Linked DNA regions of Mus musculus: region 1 is linked to region 2. Evidence: chromatin contacts called from public Hi-C data. All regions are on one chromosome and are shown on one strand. The core of a region is the stretch at or near the end of the contact, and the rest is flanking DNA. Distances in the headings are between cores, read along the strand shown.

Region 1 (6,459 bases), core at 3,224-5,723, 2.8 Mb after region 2:
AGGAACTCTAAGTGTGTAAAGAAGAAACAGTGTCCCAGCAGTGACAGCCACCTGACTGCATGGGTGACAAGGGCTCTAGGGAGGGAGGGAGTTCTAGGAGAGAGAGAGCAGAAGCTCTTCAGTTAGGATGTGGGCAGGGGTCAGGTAAGGCTGGGCTTCCCCACAACTGTGGGATCCTAACCAGACCCAGCAGTGCTCCCACCTGGCACCAGACGCCCCTCAACTCCACAGAGATAAGCTCTCTGACTCCTCCATACCCATACTTCCTCAGCTGCAAAAGAGGATAACAGTGACAACTATATCTCCATATGCACAAAGCCTCAGAGAACATGGTCTGGCACAAAGTGACCACCCTCTGTTGCTCCCTAAACACATGGTGACAGTTCATGACAGGGTCATGGTCAAAGTGTCAAAGGTTCTGGGTGGGGGAAGCTGCTTGGGTTCTACCGTTCTGAGTCTGGGCCTGTGATCTAATCAATCCCACCACTGCCTAACAACAACCCCAAGATTCCCAGGGGAGGATGACAGACCTCGATGTGACATCACCTCCCAGGCACTGCCAGGACACCGAGGCTGCCACCACACCTGGCTCCACAGTCCCTCCTCACCTCTGCCGAAGTCCCGACCACACCTCACTGGAAGCCTGAGTGGCCCTTAAGCTGCTCTAGAACTTAAACATGTGCCCGGGGCAGACATGTGTTTGCTTAAACAAACAAGCAAATGAGAAGGTCTCAGATGCCCAGAGCCACAAAAGAAAATACGCAGGGGCTCATGTAACAGTGGGAAGCTATTTACAGCAGACGGTCAGCAAAGGCCCCTTTGAGGAGGTGATGTTCGATGGTGCCACGGGATCGGGGAAAAAAAAACATTCCAGGTCAGGGAAGGTGCGCAAAGAAGCTAGCGTGGCCAGAGGTGGTAAGATATAGGGGTAGGCAGGGCAGGGCTGGCGCGTGAAAGCAGAGGTTGAAAGGTGGGCAAGGCTGAAACTACAGAAGCCCCCCTCCCCCTCCCCATCCCCGTAGGCCAGAATTATTACTTATTTTTCTACTAAATTTCTACTACTTATTTTTCTTCTAAATGTTCAGGAAGCAGTGGAACTTTCAGCAGGGGGAGAAGGGGATTGTCAGGGTCCACAGATCACTTGGCATTCTGAAAACCCCCCCGCCATGGTTCACAGAGACAAGGCCTGGACTAGAAAAGTAAATGACGGTCCTTATGGGGCAGTGACCATGTCCTGAGCACATGCCCAGGACATGCCTGGCCGGGCGGGAGACCTCAGAGCCACTGTTATTATCTCCCCCCATCATGGTGAGATAAGGACAGCGCCCACTGTACAGGTGGAAGCTCACAGAGGTACAGGGCATGCTCAGAGATCTGAGACACAAATGCTAAAGAGCCTCTGATACTCTCAATCCCTAGGAACGTACCCGAAGCCTTGGCTTTTCTCCTCTGTTGGTATTCAAAAGTGCCAGGGTTACATTTGCATCTCATATCTGTCCAACCTGGGCTGGGGGGAGCTGGACTGATTGGATGGATGGAAGGATGGATGGACGGACGGACGGACGGACGGATGGTTGATGGGACAGACAGGACTACTGAACTGACCCATAGACTAAGAAGTGGACAGTGGAAGAACAAATGAATGGCCTAGTCACAAATGAGAGACTATACAAACAGTAAGAATACAGAGCAACAAGAGAAGAGGCAAGGAATGGCTGCCTAGGGAAGGGCAGGGCTAAGCTTGCTTTAGACAGAGGCCACAGCTTGCTCACACAGCAGTTTCTTCCCACCTAAGACCAAGCTGGCCTCTGTTTCCCAAGGTCACCGCAGACTATCCCTTAGCCCCTAGGGCCAACTTATCTAGTGTAGCCATTACCCGCCAGCCCCTGCACCAGCTAGCTCCCCTACACCCAGCCCAGTGTTTCACTCTCTCTCTCTGAGCATTTCACAGAAAAAAGGAGACAGGAGATCGGGGCTCCAGAACAAGCTAGGGCCAGACTTGGAGCCAGTGCTTTCCTCTCCGAGTCCAGATGACCTCCGGGGCCTTTTCATCTCTGACATTCTTTGGGGTGGGAGTAAGCCTCTGGATTTTTACACAGCCACTGGGGTCAGCAGAAGAATTTCAGACCAAAAACTAGAAGTTGGGAAAGGTCCTGCCCACAGCACCACCCACTTAGGAAAGGCCCACACAAGGAGTCTGCAGGCCATCCCTCCTCCGTCACTGCCCAGCCTCTCTAAGCCTCAGTTTCTTAATTTTAAAATGAGTTCAACTGCCCCCACCTGAACATCTGACCTCAACTCAGTTTTGGGGAGCGCCTGACATGGCTGTAGCCACATAGGACATGGTACACACTGTGACATTTGATTTCCTGAAATGTGATGATAATGGGGTCCAGGGGGAAAGGAAGGGGGCCACACTGTCTATTCCTGTTCAGTTTTGTCTGAAGCAAACCATGCTGGGGGTGAGAGCGCTCCAAAACAGAGAACCCAAACGTGGGTTCCAGTCTCAGCTCTCCTCTACTGGGCAGAGTAGTGACTCTTGGGCCTCAGTTTCTCCATCTAAAACCTTGTTGGTTCAGAACCGGGTGACCCAGGCATGCCTAGCTCTGCAGCTCAACGCTCTCAGGCCTTGTTCCCACTGGCTGCCCTTGGGGAGCTCACATTGGCCTGGTGAAGCCAGGACACCGCTCTGAAAGGAGACTTTTCCCTCCAGGAAATGGGGGGAGGGCCCTAGATAAGCACAAAGGCTCAGAGCATCCTCCTAGGACAGAGTCTCCCCCAAAAGGGGAAAAGACCACATTCAGATTTTATGGGCCTGGCCTCATACCACTCTGCTGCCTGTACAGTCACCAGCCAGTCCAGTCAGCCACTTCAGAAACTCAACTGATGTCCAATCAGGAGACTTCAAAGTGGCAGGCCGGGTGGCAGAAAGGAGTTAACACAAGCAGAGGACAGGCCCAGAACACAAGGGCCAGGCAGTCAGCTACTCCTATGTATATCGGGACCCACAGGAGCTGCAGGCCTGTACCCAGCTAAAAACCCACCACTAAGGACATTCATCAACAGAGGCCATCTCTGGAGGCTAAGAAGACCACCCATACCTGAAGGGGGTTCTTCCACTGCAATCAACCAGACTTGCCCCAAGAGGGGGCTACCAAAACTTCCTGTCCACCAAGGGGGCTCTGGCCACCCATGAAGGGGCAAGCCTCCCTCCATCTCCAACACACACACAGCTCCTAAAGGATCCACACTGCTGGAGGACAGGGTGGCAAGAAGGGTCATGTCCTCATGACAGGGATCTTAGCTCCAAACCCTGGGCCCACTTTATGCCCCTAGAGCCAGCCAACTCCCCCAAATCTGGGGCTACAATATAGTTCCTTACAATACCACTTTGATACAGAGCCTCGTCCAAACGACTCCTCCCAAAACCTCTCACCTCAGCCCTACACACACACACACACACACACACACACACACACACACACACACGACATCCCCACCCACGCAGTTCTGGGGAAACCGGCAGTTAACTTTTCCCAAAAACCCTGCAAAGGCGACTAGCTAGGTGGGAAGAAACAGAGAAATGGGCCCCCATATCCTTTCGCGGCATCTCAGGGCCCTCAGGGGAAGAAAAAAAAAATCTTAAAAAAAAAAAAAAGCAAGAAAGAAAAGAAAACTTTCAGAGTTAACTTTAAATTCCCAGCCCCCTCCCCCCAAATCACCCGGCAGCTTCTCTCCCCCTTATTTTTTCCTTTAAAGTGTAATTGTATTGTGTCTCACCTCCCCGAAAGGCTCCCGGCTCTCTCCAAAGAAAAGGAAAAAAGCCAACCCTTCGGGTGCCCCCTCTGCTTCCAGCCGCCTCTCCCACATTCTCAGACAGTTTTATTAAAATCTTCAGACAAAAGAAAAACAAAAATGGCAGCCTGGCTTATTTTTAAAACAGGACAGGGACGCCATATTCTGCAGATCTGCAAAAAAACGGAGAAATCCGGCACTGGCCGCTCCACCGGGCCGGCTGCAAAGTGCGCGAACCGCGCCGTTTGCAATCCGTTTATTTGCATTAAGCCCCATGAATCATTGTTTACCGGAGAATTGCAGCAGGTTTGAATAGCCCGGCTTAGGAAAACACACACGCACACACTCGGAGACGAACCCCAGACACGCCGCGGGAGACGCTGCCTACCCCGCGCGCGCAGCCGCCGCAGCCACGGCCGCCCCGGGGCCCGGCCCGAGGCACCGGCGACCCCCGGGCCCACGCAGCGCGGCCGCCCCGCGCTGACAGCGCTCGCGCCCGCCCGGCCCCCGCCCCGCAACTCGGCGCAACTTTCCCGCGGGCGGGCCCGCTCCCCCGCGCGCCCCGGGCCCGCACGGACCTGGCAGTGCTGGCGGCGCTCCGGGACGCGGCCGCAGCCCCGAGCCCGGCGGCCCGAGTAGGGCCGGGCTGGGGGCTCCCGGCTTCGGCGGTGGCGGCGGTGGCGGCGGCGCGCGGCTGGGGCTCGGTGCGGAGCGGCGCGCAAACCTTCCGGGTCGCCTGCTGTTCACTTCTGGGTTCTGCAGGCGCCGCGGCGGCGGAGGCCGGCTGTGCAGCCGCGCGGCCCCGGCGCGCTGGGCCCCGCGAGCGAGCCGCGTCCGGCCCCCCGCCTCTCGGCTGCGCAGCCCGCCCGGCCCCGGGGCTCCGGCGAGTGGGCAGCGCCCGGCGCTGGCGACGGCGAGGGGAGGGGGCCGGCGGGGCGGGGACGGGCCGCGCGCTGGGGGCCCCCGCTCGGCCCCGGGGCCTCGTCTCGCGCTCGCCGCCGCCGCCGCCAAGGAAAGTTGCGCGGCGCCCCCTGCCCGCGCCGCGCCGCGCCGGAGGCTGAGCCACAAAGGAACTCCGCGCCCCCCTCCGCCCGCCCGAGCCGCGCGGGGAGGGCACCGGCGCCCGGCCCTAGGACAGCCCCTTCCCCAGCACGGGGGCTCCCGGGGCCCGGGCGGCCGCGGCCATTGTCCCGCCCAGACTCCGCTCCCGGGTGGCGGTGGCCTGGGGACCCGGGACTGGCTGGTCACGCTGCTCTCGGGAGGGGTGGGGGTGTCCCTCCTTGGGAAATCGCAAGCTGGTGCAGACCCCCACGGTGCTCCCCCCCCCCCCCACACACACACCCGGTGACAAACGGCCAGGCTCAAGATCCCTGCTAAGATTTTGGTTATTTATTTCTGAAGAAAGGACGTGGGGGCGGGGTGGGGTGCAGAAGTTTGCACAAGCCAGGACACCGCTTCCCAACCCTAGGCCTGAGTCTCAGCGGTGGGGCGACCAGGAGCTGACAGCACTTCTAGAAAGTCTATCAGAGGTGGCACCGCCTGTCCCCCCAGCTCCAGACCTCAGAGCCATCTGCGCGACTCCTCCTCCCGCCTCACCCTCCCCAGCCAATCAGTCACCAAGTCCTCTTGATTCGGCCTCGCGGGCTGTGTCAACTTCTAAACTTCACTTCTACCTGAGGAGGCAGGCATTCCCGATTCCGAACCCGCTTAGATTTCTGTGGCACACTCTGCTGTCCACCTGCAGGCCTAGAGGATCAGGGCTGCCTCTGCCGTCCTAAGCATCCCAGAGAAGGAAGGACACAAAAAACCATCCTGCTTTCTGGGAAGTATAAGTTCATAGGCACGTGCGCTAGTTGGCTGGGAACACAGTTCTAAAAAGTGTGGACAAAGTCGCTGTCCTCGTGAGGATTCCAGTTTAGCACAGGATGTCACACATTGGGGAAGCTGGAGGGTGGGACCCACGGAGGTCGTTGGTTCCTTCTCAAAGCATCAAGCACACAATTCCGGGCATAGGGCAGAGGCACAATAAGCAAGCGGCAAAAATTAACTGGAATGATATGGTATTGACAACACAGAGAAGGCTACTCTCCTAGAGAGATAGGGGCTGTTTTCAGAACATGGCTCTGGGATGAGCCTGGAGAAGAGAGGAACACCTTTGTTCTGAAAACAAAAAGACTAGCCCAGAGTTGAGAAGGTTCTGTGAGGAAAAACACTGGCCAGCAATGGGAATGAAGCGAGAAATCACCCGTGTAGAAGAATCAAGAATCGAGGTGTGGGATGTGGGGCATGGGTTTTAGAGTGACTTCCTTCCAAATGCACAGTCAGAAAAGGAAGAAGAAAACAAATGAAGGGCACATCAGCAGCCATGAATCATGCTGACGGTGTGCACATTTGACGAGATGAAAAGCAAACCTTCCGGGGCTGGAGGCATGACTCTGCAGTTAGAATGCACTGGGCCTGAGGACCTGAGTTTGGTTTCTACCACCCAAGTCCTGTGGCTCACAACAGCCTGTAACTTTAGCTCCGGGGGATCCGATGCCCTCTTCTGGACTCCTGCAGAACCTTCTCTCATATATGCACAGACCCCCTCCCCTAGCATAATTAAAAACAATAAACATTCTTAACAAAAAAAAAAAAAAAAACCTTTAGGGGCTGGAGAGCTGG
Region 2 (6,531 bases), core at 241-2,740:
TACCAACTGAACCATCTCCCCTGCCCCTCCCCTTTTTGAGACAGGGTCTTATGTAGCCCAGTCTGGGCTCAAACCAGCTATGCAACCAAGGATGACCTCGAACAACTTTTAATCCTCTTGCCTTCCATTCCAAAGTCCTGGGGTCACAGGCATATGCCACTACACCCAGTTTTTACGTACCACTGGGAATCCAACCCAGGACTGTGCATTCTAGGCAGGGACTCTGCTAACCAAACCACATCTTCAGTTGCCTAATGTCATTTGAGTTTCATGTAACCACATTTGTCAGGATTATTCCCTGTGCTAATGGAGACCTTTCCACAAAAGCCTTGCCTGTCTTGGGTCTACTTTCCCCGGCCCTGATCTCAGGCTTGGGATGGTGTGTTCTTTCCTTGCCCCTCTCTTTACCCTCCCCACTACTTTTCCTTTATATTTGCCCTTGCATCCCTCATTTCAGTTTTACCACAGCTGAGTACCGAATACTGACTATTTAAACATGTGTTTTGTATACAGCTGCTTCGGTCTATAGGCTGAACAATGTAAAAGACATTGCTACCAATCTCATTTGATGTTTTGAGAACACTGCAGCCCATAAAGGTAGACTTTGCCCACAGGGTCTCATAGTAATGGCTCAGTACCCTACCAAAAACTCTATCCTTAGTCACTGAGATACAAGCCAACGAAAGAAGGCTAGAACCTGAGGGTTCTTACAGGGCCCCGGTGTCTGGAGGAGGGCCAAGAAAGAATATTAGCCTCTGGAGAAGGTAAGGAGAGTCCCACAGAAGCCCTAAAATAACTAGGACCTAAGACAATGGTTCTCTTTTTTTTTTTTAATTAAAGATTTATTTTATTTTATGTATATGAGTACACTGTAGCTGAACAGATGGTTGTGAGTCTTTTTTTTTTTTTAGATTTATTTATTGTTATATGTAAGTACACTGTAGCTGTCTTCAGACACTCCAGAACAGGGCATCAGATCCCATTACAGGTGGTTATGAGCCACCATGTGGTTGCTGGGATTTGAACTCAGGACCTTAGGAAGAGCAGTCAGTGCTCTTAACCGCTGAGCCATTTCTCCAGCCCCAGGCAATGGTTCTCAACCTTCCTAATGCAGAGATACTTTAATACAGTTCTTCATGTTGTGAAGACCTCTAATAAAATTATTTCCGTTGCTAGTTCATAACTGCAATTTTGCTACTATTATGAATTGTGATATAAATATCTGATATGCAAGATATCTGATGTGTGACCCCTATGAATAGGTCGCTCAACAACCTTCACCCCCCATGTGTCTTGACCAACAGGTTGAGAACTGAGGACCAGGTCAGGAACATAAGGAATTTAGAAAGTGATTAGGCCGGATGCAAGGTCAATAGGTGACATTATAGCGTTCACACAGTGCTCCGGGCCTGTAAGCGTAGAAACAGGCCCGCCCACCAGGCCAAATTCCTGGGCTCCGCCCCAGCTCCCTGACAATCCGGAACCGATCCATTCGCTCAGCCCTCGGCAGCTCTTGTCGCGCTCTCACCTCGATTGGTCGAGCCCGAACCGTCATGGCTGCGCCCATGTAACCTGGATCCACCGCGGAGCGGGCAGTGGCGGTGCGGGCCCCCCGTCGAGTCGGGAGTCAACATGCTGCGGGCCGCGTGGCGTGCGCTGAGCTCTGTTCGTGCCCAGGCGGTGACACGGGCCCCAGTCCCTGCGCTGAGGGGCGGAAGTAGCGCCAGTCTGCTCTCTGCGCGCTGTGGCCTGCAGCCTCCGAGTGAGCCGCCGAGCTGGGTCCCAAGGGACTGGGCGAAGATGGAGGAGACCAGGCACCCGGAGACCCGAGAAAGGCAGTGACAGGATGAGAAAGAGGGTGATGGCTAGGGAAGGGGTGATGAGGAGGGAGATAGGGAAGTGAGGCGGTAGTTAGGTGCAGGTGCCTACAGTTCGTGGGAGAAGGGACATGAGGGGCTGTGTATGGCAGAGTCTCAGCCCTTTCTATTCTGCGTAGGTCTACTGCGCGCCGCGCGAGCATACGCCGCCGTCCAGAAACCAGGTACGAGGACTTGGGTTGTTGAGACTTGAGGCCGCCTGGAAGGCTTGGGGTGGACAAGGGAACAGAGGTGGCGCGCAAAGGGACAGGCCAAGACCCCCCCACATTCATTGTTTAGGGGTGCACGAGAAGGTAGAAGTAAGAGCTTTCGCGTGAAAGCACTCACTCATTTGACAATACAGATCACCAAAAGCTCCGCCTCGTTGTGTGCATCCCTACTGTGTCAGATGAGAGTGAGGTCGAAGCCCGAGGTCCAACCCAGTCCAGCTTGGCTGGACCCAATGAGTGTGTGGCTGGCAACACTAGCAAGAGTTACAATTCTAGGAATGTAACACTTTTTATCTGCTATTCTGAGAGGAAGGATGAAGTTTCCCATCCTAAGTTAGCATGCCTTAGGGCCCTCTAACAAACACATACTATTTGAGGCAAGTTTGCTTTTTTTGTGAACCAGCGCTGAAATGAGTGTCAAAGGATCCATTGGAACACAGTTAATAGGATTCAATCATGGCAGCGGTATGAAAAGCACCCTTAACCCCGTGCACAATAAACTGTGATATCATAGTCTTTATTGCTTCTAGTGTCCTTTGCATAGTGGCAGGACAGAGTCTGGCTTGAGAGGATAGATTATCTTGGTTGCGCTGGACTGGGTTGGACTACAGGCTTCAACCTCACTTCCAGTGACATAGTAGGAATGCACACACAGAAGCCGAGCTTTTAGTGATGCGAACTGGCTATTGACATTCCCTTAAAGCTAGCAGCACTTCCTCTCACCCTGTACTTCATTCATGTGGTCAACCAGCAAGCTTTGTTAAAGTGCTACTTCTAGACTAGACTATGGACTAGGCTGGGGAATCGAGGAGTTAAAGAGAAGCCAAACTCACTCCTGTCCACGGGAGAACCGATCCCAGTGAGGAATCTGATAACTGTAGAGCCAAGTCGGTTTGTGTTGCAGGCACAGTGGATGTCTTGAGAAAGGCCCCTTGTTTGCAGCATGCAACATGCAGGTGCCCACAAGGCTTGCAAAAGAGAAACTGAGCTAACCTAGTTTGAGACCCTTAAACCCTTAGGTACTTGCCACAGATTCGGGGAGTGAGTGAGAGGGATGGAGCCTGGGAGGATGGGAGTTCACGCTGAGTATTTTCTATCCTGTATTTGACAGTCCAACCCAAGCAGGACGATGAACCACCCTCCTCTGCGTTCATCAAAGAATACAAGGACATCATCCCCAACATAGAGAAGTAAGTGGAAAGCAACGTGCTTGTGGGTACAGGCGTTCCTGGGAGGATAGACAGGGAGTAGAAAAGGGGTGACCTAAAGACTTGGCCTGTTGTACTTGAAACTGGATTCTGTGGAGCCCTGGATGTGAGCACTGATGAGGGCCGCAGGTCTGATGGGCTCAGGTGGCCAGCTGGGCACCCGCTGCTCACAGAGCTCAGCTCGCCTTTTGTTTCTGGTACTCTGAGTGAAGACCTCACACTAACAGAGGCCAAAGAACTAACATGCTCTGCTGGTCTTGGTAGAAATCTCTCTTCTCAGGCTGGAGAGATGGCTCAGCAGTTAAGAGCACTGACTGCTCTTCCAGAGGTCCCGAGTTCAATTCCCAGCAACCACATGGTGGCTCACAAACATCTGTAATGGGATCCGATGCCCTCTTCTGGAGTGTCTGAAGACAGTGACAGTGTACTTATATACATAAAATAAATAAAATTAAAAAAAAAAGAAATCTCTCTTCTCTTGACTTCACAAAAGCTTTGTAAGAGAAGAAATTGTGTCCTGTTTGTATAAATGCTTTGTGTTATACAACTAAAAGACAGAGCTAGGACTAGAATCCAGAACTGACAGACACCAAAACCAGAGTCCCTCTGCTTAGCCCCTCTACAGTGGACTGGCTCCATCCTTCCTTACTGTGCAATCTGGCTGTGTCTATCTGAGGTGGAAATCCTTCCTTTGCCTTCCCTGAGACGAAACCAGGACATTCGAGCCAACAACCCCAGTTGTCTGGCTGTCTTCAACCCAACAGACCAGAGCTGCATTTCTTGTAGAAGTCACTGTCATTTGTTCTTGCACCTCAAATGTTCTTTACAATTTATTTTTACTTATGTTCATGTGTGTATCAGCGTGTGTATATGTGCCCATATGTGTGAGTGCCCACAGGGGTCAGAATAAGGCATTGGAGTCCCTGGCACTGGAATCACAGGATATAGGCCAACTGCTATGGGTGCTGGGAGCCAAACTCTGGCCCTCTGCAAGAACAAGTGTGCTGAACCACTGAACTATTTTTGCAGTCCCTACCTTTTCTTTAATTTGTATTTATTACAATGCATGTGTGCATGACTGGGGGAGGCGGGTGCCTAAGAAGCCCACATGTGTAATGTCAGTTCTCCTTTACAGCTTTATGGTTCCCATGGTCAGACTCACACAGAAAGCACCTTTATATATCTGACCACCATCCTTCTTCATTTTCTGGCTTTTGTTTCAATTTCTTTTTAGATCTATTTATGTGTATGTTTGGCTCACGTATATGTCTGTGCACAACGTAAAGGCCTGGTGCTTATAGTGGTCTGGGGAGGTCATTGGGTACCCAGGAACTGGAGTTCTGGATGGTTATAAGCCACTTGTGGGGGCTGGAAACTTGGGTCCTCTGCAAGAACAGTGCTCTTAACTTCTGAGCCTCTCTCCAGCAGCCGCAGCACCCCCCTTAAGATAAGTCTCAGTCTGCCATTTTTCCCTTTGAAACTGCTGTGAAACAGCATAGACAGGCTAGATGGCTCAGTAGTTACGAGTGTTGCTGCTCATCTGGAGAACACAGTTTTGTTCCCATACCAGACAGCTCAAAAATCACCTATAACCCAGAGCTCCAAAGGGTCGTAACCCTCTTCTGGCCTTCACAGGCACCTTCGTGCCCATGAATATAATCTAACACACATACAAACACACAAACTCTCATAGAAAAAACCATGGCTCCCCCTTCCCATACTCGTCTCATTACTCTGGTTTTTTGCAGGGTTGATGATGTTGTGAAAAGAATCTTGTCTTTGGAAATGGCCAGCAGGGTGAGTGAGAACCCGTACCACCCTAAGTCTTCTCCCTGGGAACTCCATCCCTATATCCCTCCATCTCTCCATCCCTCCATCCCAGGCTTCCCCAGTCACAGCATTTATCCCACAGCCATTCTCTATCCAAACCAAGCACCACGAAGAGAGTTGTGTTCCTCCCTTGTGCCTCTGACATCTGATAAACGGTTGGTGCACGGTAAAGATGGTGTCTTAGGTTTTTTTTGGTTTTGTTTTGCTGTGAAGAGGCAAACCAAGGAAACTCTTAGGAAAGAAAGCATTTACTTTGGAGGCTTATTTCCAATTTCAGAGGTTTAGTCCAGTGCAGGTCTATGGCATGGTGCAGGCATGGCAGCATGCAGGCAGACACTGGAGCAGTAGCTGAGAACTACACCATGACCCATAGGCAGAGAGACACTAGGACTGGCTTGGGCTTTTGAAAGTTCAAAGCCCACCCTAGTGATATATGTCCTCCAACAAGGCCATGCCTTCTAACCCTGATGGTCAGGCATTCAAATATTAAGAACCTGTAAGGGGCCATTCTCATTCAATCCACCACAGATGCATACATGGATGAGTGAGCGAGCACATCTTCAGGACATTCAACCAACAAACTAGTTACTTAACCTTAGTTCTAGCCTTGGGCTCATGAGGCTACGGAGGGCCATGTGGTTGGCCAAGGCTCTAGTGAATACAGTAAGCCCTGGCCTAGATGCTGTAACTGTAGCCTCCCAGTCAGGTTAGTCTTTAGAGGTTTTTCCCCATTCAGATTTCCCCCAATTTCTGTCTCCAACAGAAAGAGAAGTTAAAAATCAAGCAAGAACAATTGATGAACAAGATTGTGGAAAACCCTGAGGATTCCAGAACCTTGGAAGCTCAAAGTTGGTCCAGGGGCCCTTGGTAGTGGGGGTGCACAGGAGTCTGCTAGCTGGTACCTAGCCTAGGCTCTTGATGTGGCTTGGGAAGGGGAGAAGCATGCTGGGACTCTGGATCCCAAGTCCAGTGATGCTAGAGTTAACAGCTGAGTCCTGCCCATTGCTCTGTGTGAGGGCAAACAGGTCATCTGTCTTCTCTGGAGTCTCTGCTTCCAGAGCAGAGTCTAAAGATGGAGCTGTCTGGGGACAGGGCTGAAGTTCTGTGTTCTACTTTGTGGTGAGATTGAGACGTTAGAGAATGCATACATACTTTGGAAACAAAGATTAGGCTACTAGCAGCGAGACTCACGTCTGTGGAGGCTGTCACGCCCACGAGCAGGGACCATTTCCAGGTTCCTGTTTTGGTTTCCAGCTGGAGTTGGCAGTAGCCCTCATTAGATGTGAGTGACAGCCTGCAGCCTGCCTCTTGAGTAGAACCAAGAAGTTGCAGGGGAGTGACTTGGTGGCCTATGCGGTGTCTGCAGGGTTTCTTCCCAGCTGCCTTCGGCCTGCATTACAGCTGGTA

What was found. A called contact is a pair of places that touch in the nucleus more often than the background predicts.
Region 1: a contact with region 2 is called in a Hi-C map of B cells, with 6 read pairs. The contact joins the promoter of Zfp362 here to the promoter of Mrps15 in region 2. A contact is called at or near these places in 2 of 484 Hi-C or Micro-C datasets (B cells and CD4 T cells).

What each region holds. Positions count from the first base shown.
Region 1 is chr4:128,801,639-128,808,097 of GRCm38.p6, forward strand. It overlaps Zfp362 (zinc finger protein 362), which reads right to left and starts at 4,474. Exons shown (of 9, transcript NM_001081098.1): 1 at 4,374-4,474.
Region 2 is chr4:126,045,438-126,051,968 of GRCm38.p6, forward strand. Mrps15 (mitochondrial ribosomal protein S15) reads left to right here and starts at 1,491. Exons shown (of 8, transcript NM_025544.2): 1 at 1,491-1,762; 2 at 1,997-2,041; 3 at 3,198-3,276; 4 at 5,043-5,091; 5 at 5,888-5,972. The coding sequence starts at 1,633.